Regions from separate parts of the Sus scrofa genome. Here region 1 is linked to region 2. A link is a contact called in public HiChIP or PLAC-seq data. All regions are on one chromosome and are shown on one strand. Each heading gives the region's core, a stretch centred on a gene start, on an enhancer-like site or on the middle of the called end of the contact. The rest is flanking DNA. Distances are from core to core; before and after follow the strand shown. Region 1 holds the start of IL17RC (interleukin-17 receptor C). Region 2 holds the start of TADA3 (transcriptional adaptor 3).

Region 1 (5,557 bases), core at 2,398-4,897, 99 kb after region 2:
GTAAAATAAGGATTATTATTTTCATACACAAATGAGAGTATGAGGCTTGAGGAGGTCAGTATCCTATCTCCCACACAAAGACCTCACAGCTAGGAACCACAAAGGCAATAGTTAAGCCTGAGTTCTTAACTGTGATCTCCTGACTCAACAAGCTATACTCTCTCCACTGGACAAGCTGCCTCTTCAGGTGTCAGGATAGAGAAGTAGGCAGATATAAATACCACTGGTCGTGCCCATCTTATTCTTTCCTTGGGCCTGCACAGAGCAGGTACTTGGGTATGTTTCTGGATGAGGCTGATAACGTATATTGTGCAGCAGTCCAGATCTGGAATGATCATGCCTCTAGAGTAAGCCTGGAAAGGCTTCTGCTAGGGACCCCTTGCCCCCAAGCCTGGTAGATTAGGGTGGGTGGGGGATAGAAAGGAGGAAACAGCATGGGCAAAGACAGAGCCAGATTTGCCTTGATGGGACAGTCATTCTACTCTTTTTCCCACAGTCTCAGGCTCAGGCCAGTGACACTAGACTCATGTTCCTTCTGAGGCAGGGGCTGTGTCCTGTAAGGAATCCTGCCCACTCGCATGTATCCCTAGCATCTGCACCACAGGAGCACATGGGCAAATCCAGTCTGCAAAATGTTTGTTGGCTAGTATGGTGTCAAAGTTGGATTTATGCCACCATTTAAATGTTGGGAGATGTTGTATTTAAAAGCTGATGCTGGGGAGTCCCGGTGGCCTAGGGGTTAAGGATTGGTTGTCATGCTATGGTTCAGATTCGATCCCTGCTATGATCTCCACATCCATGGCATGCCCCCCTACAAAAAAAAACACTGATTTCTAGAGTCTCTTGAAAAAAAAAAAATCAGAAAACCCAGTGCTTTGTGTCCATACTCAGCATGGTGTAATAGGTTGGAGCTCAGTGGTGTCTGATTACTTGTCAGGGCTGTGCCCTCCATGTTTCATGGATGCCCTAGTCAACCTGATTACTTTTTAGTTTCACTCTAACCTTGTTCTTTGCCAGCTGGGCTGATCAGCACAAACCCTGGTTCCGTTCAGTTCCCTGTCCAGGGGGACTCCCCTTCTCCATCACCCTCATGCAACTTCCCCTGGAAGAGAGTACCACTCACTGGTGGGGGCTCTGTGCCTCATGGGAGTCAAGTCCAGTTGCCTGGAAGCACCTCTGTGTCCAGATGGTGAGTTCTTGGGAGGGGGGAAGAGGGGCGAGAGGGAGGTTGGGTCCTGAGAGCAGGCTTGCCTCACCCTGCTTGACTCAGTCTCTCACAGACGCCTGGGCTCTTGATCCTGGCACTGTCGGCCTTCACCACCCTATTGGCCTTGTTCTGGTCCTCACCCGCCGGCGCCCACTGTCAGGTAAGTTCACTTGGGTTAACTGGAAATTCGGACTTGCTATCTCAGGCTAGTTGCCCACTGCCCCCCTCCTCCCTCCCCCTCTTGCTAAAAGCCATGTCCTCGTCCCTGCCCTGCACCCCGCTCTGTTACCCAGGAGGGTAAGCCTCAGACCCCTAGTGGGAAGAATGCCAAAGCCGGCAAAGGCCTCTGCAGGTAGTTCAACACACCGAGTCTCTAGGCACGAGGCTAGTTGGCGGAAATCCAGCCCGCCGCTGCACCTGGCACTTTGGCCCACGCCTCTTCCCGCCAGCACCTTTATCTAATTGCCCAAAGGCACCCTAAAGCTGTCTTGGTACCCACCCCCAGCGCAGATAAGGAACTAGTGGGGGGATGGGGAACCCTATTATTAACCGAGTGGAGCAGGCAGCTTCCTGCCCCCCTATACATGTTGCTCCCCAGGGGCTTGCCGGAGGCCTGTGCTGCTCCTGCACGGGCGGATCGAGGCGCAGCGGCGCGTGGACGTGGCTGAGCTGCTGCGGGCGCGCTGGGCGGCGGACGCGACGTGTTGTGGCTTGTGGGAGGGCAGCATGGCACGCTGGCCCGCTGCCTGGCTTGGGGGCGCGGGACGGTGGCGCGAGAGCAAGGCACCGTGCTGCCTGCTGTGGAGCGGCGCCTGCCCCAGCCCCGCCGGCGGTCAGGATCACCGCGCCGCGCCCCTGCGGACCTGCTCCGCGCGCCCCGGCCCGCTGCTGCTGCTCGCGTACTTCAGCCGCCTCTGCGCCAAGGGTGACATTCCCCGCCGCTGCGTGCCCTGCCCCCTACCGCCTGCTGCACGACCTGCACGTTCTGCGGCTCTGACGCGCGGCCCTTCCGCCGAAGCCACACTGGCCGCTTCGAGTCCCGCGGTTCTGCGGGGATCGCTGGAGCTGTGCCCAGCTTGGAACGGAAGCCGAAACCGCCGACCAGGCTGACAGAGCTCATACGATCTGGATCTGTGCACGACTAGAACCCTGAATCAGGTTTCTCACCTGGATCTTGAGGGCTCCTTCACCGCACGACTGGCAAAAAAGCCTTACTCTGCCCCCAGCTGGACAGAGCACTCACTCACTGCCCGCCCTTTCCCACTGTCTGGCTTCCTCAGAAGCCCCAAGGAGAGAGTCACTCTTTCCGGAGAACTCCCCGACCCCAGCCTGATGTGGGTGGGGAGTCATCCACTTCCTCTCTCCAGAATCCCAGAAAGAGAGTAGTTGCCTGTGCTCCAGTCCAGGCCAGAGATGTTGAGACTCGGGAGGGAGGCAGGCCCATGGCAGTTCTGAGTGGAAGGTGGCTCCAGAGGGGTGGGGGAACAGAAAAGCGTTTGGATGCTGGGGATCCCCTTTCTCAAACCGGCCCTGCCCAGAGTGGAGGGAGGAGGGTTCTGGATCCAGGAAAGGGGCTTTGGCCCTGGATGACCAGGGTAGAGGTGGGACATTGGAAACCAAGATAGAGGAAGATGAATAAAGGTGGACATTTTGGATAAACTAAGAAACAAGGAGCTGTGATTCTTCAGAAAGAAGAGAGGAAATCTCAGGTTCAGAAATGTGACGTGAGTCCCATGTTGTGCCTCCAGCCCATGGCATCAGCACAAATAGGACGGTGTCCTCCTGGCTCTGGGTACTGGATTCCTTCTCCCCACACCACAGTTGAGCATAGGCAGGAAGTGGTGAAAAGCCCACTTTCTGGTGCCCCTTGGCCCTGTCGTTAGAGCTCCTGTTCCGCAATGAGGAGAATGTGTGAAGGGTCCTAGGTACCCAGTCGCAAGGGACCTAGTGGGCACCAAGATCCCAGAGTCACATGGGAAGGGGAAATGCCCAGGATTGCCCTGGGTCTGGGGCCCCTCTGTGGAGCCCTCTCCTTAGGGATCCCAGCGTGAGTAAGAGCTCCCTTACTCAGCCTTGAGGCCACCGCCTCTCCAGGCAGCCCTCCCAGCCAGGTGTCAGCAGAGAAGGAGGAGGGGAAAAGAGGGAGGGGGTGAGGCTGCCACTCCAGTTCAGGGCTGCTGGCTCCCAGGCCTGGTGTTGGTGGAGGGACAGGGCGGGCGGGAACAGCCGGCTGCCTGCCGGGAGCCAAACGAAAGCACTCTGGCTGGGACAGGAGTCAGGACTCCGGGAGAGGAGAGCCAGCGCTGACCCAAGGCCGGGGAGGGATCTGGCCCTCCTGCCCACAGGCGCAGGGCTGAGTGGGAGCAGAGGTGTGGTGTCTGCCCCCCCTTGGGGGGGCAGGACAGGGCCTCAGGCCTGGGTGCTGCCTGGCACCTGGAAGATGCCTGTGCCCTGGTTCCTTCTGTCCTTGGCACTGGGCCGAAACCCTGTGGTCCTCTCTCTAGAGAGGTTTGGGGCTCAGGACGCTGCCCGCTGCTCTCCGGTGAGTCTGGGGCCCCCAGAGGGTTGAGGAAGGCTCAGGGTTCAGCCTGCGGCCGTTAAGGCCCTAGCCTGGCTCCTGTCACTGCCATCACTGTCAGAACTGCCCTGGCTGGTCTGTCGGGTGCTGATGGGGTAAGAGAAGAATGGGGAGGGGGGCAAAAAACTCGGTCTTGTCTTTTTTCTGGGAGGGACTTGGAAAGGGAGCCCCAGAAGAACGGGGATGGAGGGGGCGAGTTGGGGACCCAAGCCAGGAAAGAATGGTTAGATTTGAGCTCATAAACTCTGATTCATCTTTACCTCCTTCCTAGGGCCTTTCTGCCATCTCTGGGGTGAGTAGAGCTACTTTTAGAGAGAAAAGACCATCCCAGGTTGGCAAAAGGGAGGGGAGCTGTTCAGTCCTGGGCCCTTACCTCCCGCCCTCAACCCAGGAAGAGCCCAAAGCCCCTTGGCCCTCTGGGGGTGTCAGGTGCAATCAGACTGTGGGTCTGCACAGCTTCAGCTCCCACCCTACCCTTCATGCACAGATGGTGACGTGCTGTGCCTGCCTGGGGGCATTGTGTCTGCCCCAGGCCCTGTTCTGGTGCCCACACTCCTGCAGACAGAACTGGTGCTAAGGTGCCACAAGGAGACCGACTGCGACCTCTGTGTGCGTGTGGCTGTCCACTTGGCTGTGCATGGTGAGCCTATGGGTGGGATGGGCATGGGGACCAGGGTGTCTATCAGGCATTCTCAGGCATCCTCAGCATTCTCCTGAGGCACACCTGTCCAACAGACCCCCATGTTAGCCAGGTCCATCCCCCAGGCCTGGCCTTTGTTTCCTAGCACTGGGCTTCTTGGAAGGAAGCCAAAGCCAGAGCGGGTACCAGTCCTGAGCCTTTGCTCTCCGGGTCGCTTCCAGGGTCCTGGGAAGAAACCCTGCAGATGAAGAGGAGTTTGGAAGAACACCTGACCCAGGGCTAGAGGATCCTAGGAATGGTGAAGAGAACCTCACTGGCCCAACTGCCCTCATCAGAGCCTTGCCCCGGGCCCCTGGCCTTGACTGACACCTGCCCTGTTGCTCACAGCCTCTCTCAGGCCCATGTGGTGCTGTCCTTCCAGGCCTACCCTACTGCCCGCTGCGTCCTGCTGGAGGTGCAAGTGCCTGCTGCCCTTGTGCAAGCCTGGTCAGTCTGTGGTATGCAAAATAATAATAACAATAACAGCCTTCTAACCATGAATTCATGAAGCACTTTCACATGCATTTCTTAGTCCTGATTCTGGCAGGGCTGTGGGCAAGTCCTTTCCACCTTTTATGCCTCAGTTTCCTTCTGTAAAGTGGGAATAGAATAGTCTACCTTGGAGTTCACCGTGTGGTCAGTGGTTAATAATGACTAGGAACCATGAGGTTGAGGTTCGATCCTGGCCTTGCTCAGTGGGTTAAGGATCCGCGTTGCGTGAGCTATGGTGTAGGTCACAGATGCGGCTCAGACTGGCTTGCTGTGGCTCTGGTGTAGGCAGTGGCTCCAGCTCCAATTAGACCCCTAGCCTGGGGACCTCCATAAGCCGCGGGTGGGCCCTAGAAAAGGCAAAAGACAACAATAAAATAAAAAAAAAAAATAATAAGAATAGTCCTACCTCATATAGCAGTTATGAGAATAAACAAGTTGCTAGTGTAGATACCTGGTATGATGCCTAAGGCAGAAGGGTCCAGAAAGTTTGATTTTTCCTTTTTTTTTTATAATCCTCAATACTACCCTCATGAGTGAGGCATGATTTTTACCTTCCTGCTCCAGATAGAGAAGCTGAGGCTTGTAGAGGAAAGTCTGTGGC
Region 2 (5,947 bases), core at 1,217-3,716:
CAGGGCTCAGAGAATGCTTATGCCATAAATAGAAATCATCAGAAGTATACCAATAAATAACATTTGACATGCTTACTTAGTATCAGGTGTTGTGCTGAGCCTTTGTGAAAAGTCTTCAAATCCTCACAAAAGCTCTGAGGGAGGTCCTATTATCCAGCCCACTTTGCAGATGGAGAACTGATCCTCAGAACTAGGAGGTAACTTGTGCAAAGTCACATAGCTGGCAAACAGCAACGCTGGCAAGTGCTTGGGCCAGGATGCAAATCCAGGCCTCCTCATTCCAGTTACCTCAGTACTCCTAACCACAACAGCACATCAGTTGGTACTTGTGTGCCCTCCTCCTCCCTTCATTCATTCTTTTTAGGGCCACACCTGTGGCATATAGAGGTTCCCAGGCTAGAGGTTGAATCAGAGCTGCAGCTGCTGGCTTATGACACAACTACGGCAATGCCAGAACCAGACTACGTTTGTGACCTACATTACAGCCCATGGCAATGTCAGATCCTTCACCCACTGAGCGAGGCCAGGGATTGAACCCAAATCTTCATGGATACTACATGGGTTCATTACCACTGAGCCTCAATGGTAACTCCCTCCTCCTCTCTTTAGTTGGCAAGCTCCCTCAAGGCCCAAATTGTCCTCACTACCTCTCTAATGATGAGCACAGGATCCAGAACATTGTGGGGAGTGGGGGTCAATAGATGCTTAGTGGATTAGAAATCCTGAAATTTATGAGGATCATGCACATTCCTACTTTGATTTTTTTTTTTTAGGGCCACACCTGTAGCATATGGAGGTTCCCATGCTAGGGGTCAAATCGGAGCTGTAGCCTCTGGCCTATGCCACAGCCATGCCAGATCTGAGCCTCGTCTGCAACCTACACCATAGCTCATGGCAACACCGGATCTTTAACCCACTGAGCGAGGTCAGGGATTGAACCTGCGTCCTCACAGATGCTAGTCAGCTTCGTTTCCACTTAGCCACGACAGAACTCCTCCTGCATACTTTACACGTCACATAAGCCCAGTTTGGGTTTCTCTTCCCCCCACTATGCTCCCATACCTCAGGCCTCAGCAGAGAGGGCTAGCTACCTCAGTGACCCATGCCACAACCTGTCACAGTCCATCCCTGGTGTCCCTCTGTGGGGTATCACCTGGGTTTCAGCCTCGAGCACCCGCAGGCGTCGGCTGGCAGAGGAAAGCAAGGTCTCAAGCTCCAGCTGCAGAGTGTCCAGCTCCTCAATACCGATGCCATCATCCTCAGAGCGGGCCAACACTGCTGTGTAGCGGGGACAGACTTTCAGGTGGTCCACAGACTTGAAGTCATGGAACTGCAAGGGGCAGTCCTTCAGCTCACTCATGGCCCAGGATAGGGGACCCTGTGGAGCTGGAGAGAACGGACCACTGATGGGGGGACAAGTGGCACAAGAAAAGACCAAGAGCTCCTTCTATTCAGACAGCCTCAAGAAGAAAGCCAGGCTTCAGTATCCTACTAAGGCTGAAGTCACAGTTCCTATTTGTAAAGCACCTACTGTGCACCAAGCTAGATGCAGACATTTTACTGGCTTCTCATTAAATTCCTCACATAACCCCGTGACTCATGGTGATCTCCATTTTACGGATGAGAAAACTGAGACTGTTAGAGTGGGTACATGTTCATGCTTATCAACACGCAATCTGAATTCAGGTAGTTTTAAGTCTGTGCCTCTAACCACAGTTATACTGTGCCTGTCCTTCTGATGCTCTTCCCTTCAGCTCCACTCTTCCAGAGTTCTGCTAAACTCCAGAATTCCAAGTATTCCATACTTACGTTAACGTTCTTTGTGCCTCCCAGCCTCTCCTAGTTTCACCCTCCCCACCTTTTCCCTATTTGCCCCAGATAGTAAGGAATGTGAACTGCTAAACTAGATACATCAGGATTCAAGCTCTGGCTTGACCAGCCTCTATTTATATAGCCCTGAACATGTTAATTATCTCTCGAGTCTCAGTTTTTCTATCCGTAAAATGGGACAAAAGACACCTGAGCTTGTTTCCCCATAAGAAGTTTGAATCTATAAAACGGGGATAGTAATAGTACCTACCTCCCTGGGATGATCTGAGGATTAAAAGATGATGCCCGTCAAGAGCCCAGTTCAGTGCCTGGCACAGAAAAAGTGGGACTGGTTAATGACTGGCCCCACCCATGGATAGCCCCAGTGTCCCGCCTTCTGGGTCCCAGACCTTTACCGCGGACACCCTACCGCGGCCCCCGCCCCCTCTACCTCCTCCTAGCCGCCTCCTACTGCCCCCGGGCCGCGGGTGGGGGCGGGGAGTTCCGGTCGGTGAGAGCTACCGCCCCGGAACTGACTAGGGGCTGGCCCCCAGCAGTGCACGCGGGGGCGGAAAGACGCGAGGACCAGCCCCTGGGTCTTTCGAGGGTGGGAGTTTGCCGGCAGCGAGTGAGCCCGCTGCTAGTGGGGTGGAGAGAATAAGCCTCGGGCGTACCCTCGGGAACAGCCCGGCGCCTGGGGGCGGGGCTCGGCGGCCGGGTTCTCCGCTTGGCAGTTAGTCCCGCTGAGCCCCGAGGGCTGCAGGTAGGAGGGGCCCGGAGAAAGGATGGGGGCACAGAACCGGAAGGATCGAAGAGCTCCCCCGGCTCGCCTTGTCCTAATATGGTGCCCAACCTGAGGCTGGGCTGCACCACTGCATGGCTGTGAGGGAAGATGGCAGCAAAGACGACAAGAAGGCCAAAGTCACAAGCGAGAGCCTCACCGATGACGGGAGAAGCTTGAGTAGTGATTTCAAACTTCAGGAATCTAAAACTACCACGGCAGTCCTAGCGGGAAAACTTCCGAAGTGCCAAGTGTTTTTAGCTTCTCCCTCCCCCGCTCGGGACATAGATGGTACAGTCCGGACGTCCGGGCGGAGACTGCGGCTGCGCTTCTCGCGAAAGGGCAGGCGTCGCGGGGCTGGCCACTTCCGTACTTCCGCTTTCCGGCCCAGCCAGCGCCCGCGATGGTGAGAGAGAGCCGGGACCCGGGCCAGGGACCCCCACTGTTCTGTCCTCAGGCTCTGGGTTTGGGGGAGATGCGGCTTTGCAGCGGAGAGGCGCTGAGCCGTGGGGTGCTGGGGGTGCGGGGGCACCATGAGGTTGGGAGGAGGGAGGGGCGGGGGCCGAAGTGAGAAAGGAGCGAGCGGGGGACGCCCTCCTAAGAAGCAGGCCTTTCGGCTTCATAGTCTGGGTTTTGAAGCAGGTGGGAGATACTGAATCAGAGAGGAAGCTGGGAGTGGGTGCTCCTAGGTATGGTAGCACGTCGGAGGCACGTAGTAGGCCCCGTAGCCCTTAGTAGGGCCGCTGAGGCTTGTAATAGGGCCACCTCCCCAACCAGTGCAGACCTTCACTAAATATGCACCCCCCTCTTGCCCTCTTGACCCCATGGTTCTCTGAGGGAGAGCGTTCTCTGTGGAACTTCCTTATCCCAGTCTTCATGTTGCCCCAGCTGTGCTTCTACCTCCCAGACCGCTTCCTGGTCGGAACTCAACCGTATCAGTCTTACTATAGAATGTAAGCTCTGATACTGCTGATTCCTTCCTCCTTGGAAATCCTCTCATTTGATAACTGGCTGTTCATAGCAATTTAGACTCACTAGCTTCCTCTTTACACTCTCCCTGGTGGTGCTACCTATTTAACATACAGGTCTTCATGACCGTCTGCATTCTGGTAACTCCTAAATCTGCTGGTCTAGCCCTCTTTCATGGTTCACCTGGAAGTGTTGAAGACACCTTGAAATTAGACTTCCAGGCCGTAACTCCTCTTTCCCTAAACTTGCTTGTCCTCTTGTGTTTGTCTTCTGGCTTTGTGTTTTCATAACCTCAGTTAGAAACCTGGGATATTCTAATTGAAGCCATGCCTTTTGCTTTTCTTAAACATCAGATTTGTTGAGGTATTACACCAGAATGCGTCATCGTGAAAGGGCAGGTGTCATAGGGCTGGCTACATAAAATTTATCCTTTTTAGGTTTGCCTTCTATGAATTTTTTTTTTTTTTTTTTCTTTTTAGGGCCACATCCACTGCATATGGAGGTTCCCAGGCTAGGGGTTGACTTGGAGCTGTAGCTGCCAGCCTGTGCCACAGCCACAGCCATGCTTGATCCAAGCCACATCTGTAACCTACACCACAGCTTATGGCACTGCCGGATCCTTAACCCACTGATTGAGGCCAAGGGTTGAACCTGTGTCCTCGTGGATGCTAGTCAGGTTAGTTAACCTTGGAGCCACGACCCAGAACTCCTGCCCTCAATGAATTTTGACAGATAAAGTCTTGCTTGTCCTCCATTGCCCCAGGCCAAGCTGTCATCAGCCTCCTCGAATAACCCTCTCTGCATTCTTTCTCACTTCCCTCTCCAATCCATTCTCCACAAAGTCACTGTAGGATATATAGCAGTAGTTGTAGTTGTGTAACTTCCTTTTCAGAAAGCCCCTAGCAGTTCCTTACCACCTTAAGAGAAGAGCTAAACTCAGAAGCCTGGCATTTGAGATTGCCCATGAATCTCTAGGCTACCATTGCAGCCCTATCCATTGAATCTAAAATGCATCCAGGAGTTCCCGTCGTGGCACAGTGGTTAAGGAGTCCGACTAGGAACCATGAGGTTGCAGGTTCAGTCCCTGCCCTTGCTCAGTGGGTTAACGATCCAGCGTTGCCTTGAGCTGTGGTGTGGTGCAGACGCGGCTCGGACCCCACGTAGCTGTGGCTCTGGTGTAGGCTGGTGGCTACGGCTCCAATTCAACCCCTAGCCTGGGAACCTCCATATGCCTCGGGAGTGGCCCAAGAAATAGCAGAAAGACAAATAAAATAAAATAAAATAAAATGCATCCAGGAGAGTTCCTGTCGTGGCGCAGTGGTTAACGAATCCAACTAGGAACCATGAGCTTACGGGTTCGATCCTTGGCCTTGCTCAGTGGGTTAAGGATCCAGCGTTGCCATGAGCTGTGGTGTAGGTTGCAGATGCAGCTCGGGCGTAGGCCAATGGCTACAGCTCCGATTCGACCCCAGCCTGGAAACCTCCATATGCTGCAGGAAGTGGCCCAAAGAAATAGCAAAAAAGGCAAAAAAATTAAAAAATTAAAAAAATAAAATGCATCCAGGAAATTCCCATTGTGGCCTGGTGGTAATGAACCTGACTAGTATCCATGAGGACGTGGGATTGATCCCTGGCCTTGCTCAGTGGTTTAAGGATCCAGCATTGCCATGAGCCATGGTGTAGGTTACAGAATGAGCTCGGATCCCATGTTGCTGTGGCTGTGGTGTAGGCCAGAGACTGTAGCTCCAACTTGACCCCTAGCCTGGGAACTTCTATATGCTGTGGGTATGACCATAAAAAACAAAATTAGATAAATAAAAAGTGCTTCCCGTACACAGCAATGTTACTCATTACTACTTCTAGAACTCTTAATGCCCTTTTTTGGTAATTCTAATCTTGCTTAATTTATTTCTCTCATTCATCCTTCGTTGCACAAAAACTAAGTAAAACACTGTGTATGTTAGTTACTAACTGAGCTAAGTGCAGGGTATGTAGATTTGAATAACCATGGTCTGTTTATTGTTAAGTTTACAGTCTAGTGAAGGAGCAATTACTGTAATAAAGAAAGAGGAATGGTGTATTATTCTAAGTTATAATAAATGCTGTTAAGAGGGAAGTCAAGTAGTTCCCGTCGTGGCTCAGTGGAAATGAATCTGACTAGTATCTATGAAGATGCAGGCCTTGCTCAGTGGGTTAAGGATCTGGCATTGACATCAGCTGTGGTGTAGGTCGCAGACATGGCTCAGATGCAGCACTGCTGTGGCTGTGGTGTAGGCCAGTGACTATAGCCTGGGAATCTCCATATACTGTGGCTGTGGCCCCAAAAAGACCAAAAAAAAAAAGAGGGAAGTCAAGAAAGTCTTGGAGGAAGCAAGAAGCCTTCTCTGA

Evidence for each region. HiChIP or PLAC-seq counts read pairs in DNA pulled down with a chosen protein or histone mark.
Region 1: an H3K27ac HiChIP or PLAC-seq map of alveolar macrophages shows a contact between it and region 2. The contact joins the promoter of IL17RC here to the promoter of TADA3 in region 2. A contact is called at or near these places in 1 of 47 Hi-C or Micro-C datasets (embryonic fibroblasts) and 2 of 2 datasets of contacts at active chromatin or transcription factors (alveolar macrophages and skeletal muscle).

What each region holds. Positions count from the first base shown.
Region 1 is chr13:66,175,651-66,181,207 of Sscrofa11.1, forward strand. It overlaps IL17RC (interleukin-17 receptor C), which reads left to right and starts at 3,648. Exons shown (of 13, transcript XM_021069809.1): 1 at 3,648-3,749; 2 at 4,347-4,425; 3 at 4,571-4,607; 4 at 4,813-4,885; 5 at 5,521-5,557. The coding sequence starts at 3,648. It overlaps IL17RE (interleukin-17 receptor E), which reads left to right. Exons shown (of 19, transcript XM_021069808.1): 14 at 1,053-1,189; 15 at 1,281-1,323; 16 at 1,326-1,367; 17 at 1,806-1,867; 18 at 1,933-2,001; 19 at 2,003-2,317. The coding sequence ends at 2,317.
Region 2 is chr13:66,077,506-66,083,452 of Sscrofa11.1, forward strand. TADA3 (transcriptional adaptor 3) reads right to left here and starts at 2,467. Exons shown (of 10, transcript NM_001206536.1): 1 at 2,261-2,467; 2 at 2,081-2,138; 3 at 1,154-1,386. The coding sequence starts at 1,360. It overlaps ARPC4 (actin related protein 2/3 complex subunit 4), which reads left to right. Exons shown (of 7, transcript NM_001206535.1): 2 at 2,932-2,996. The coding sequence starts at 2,994.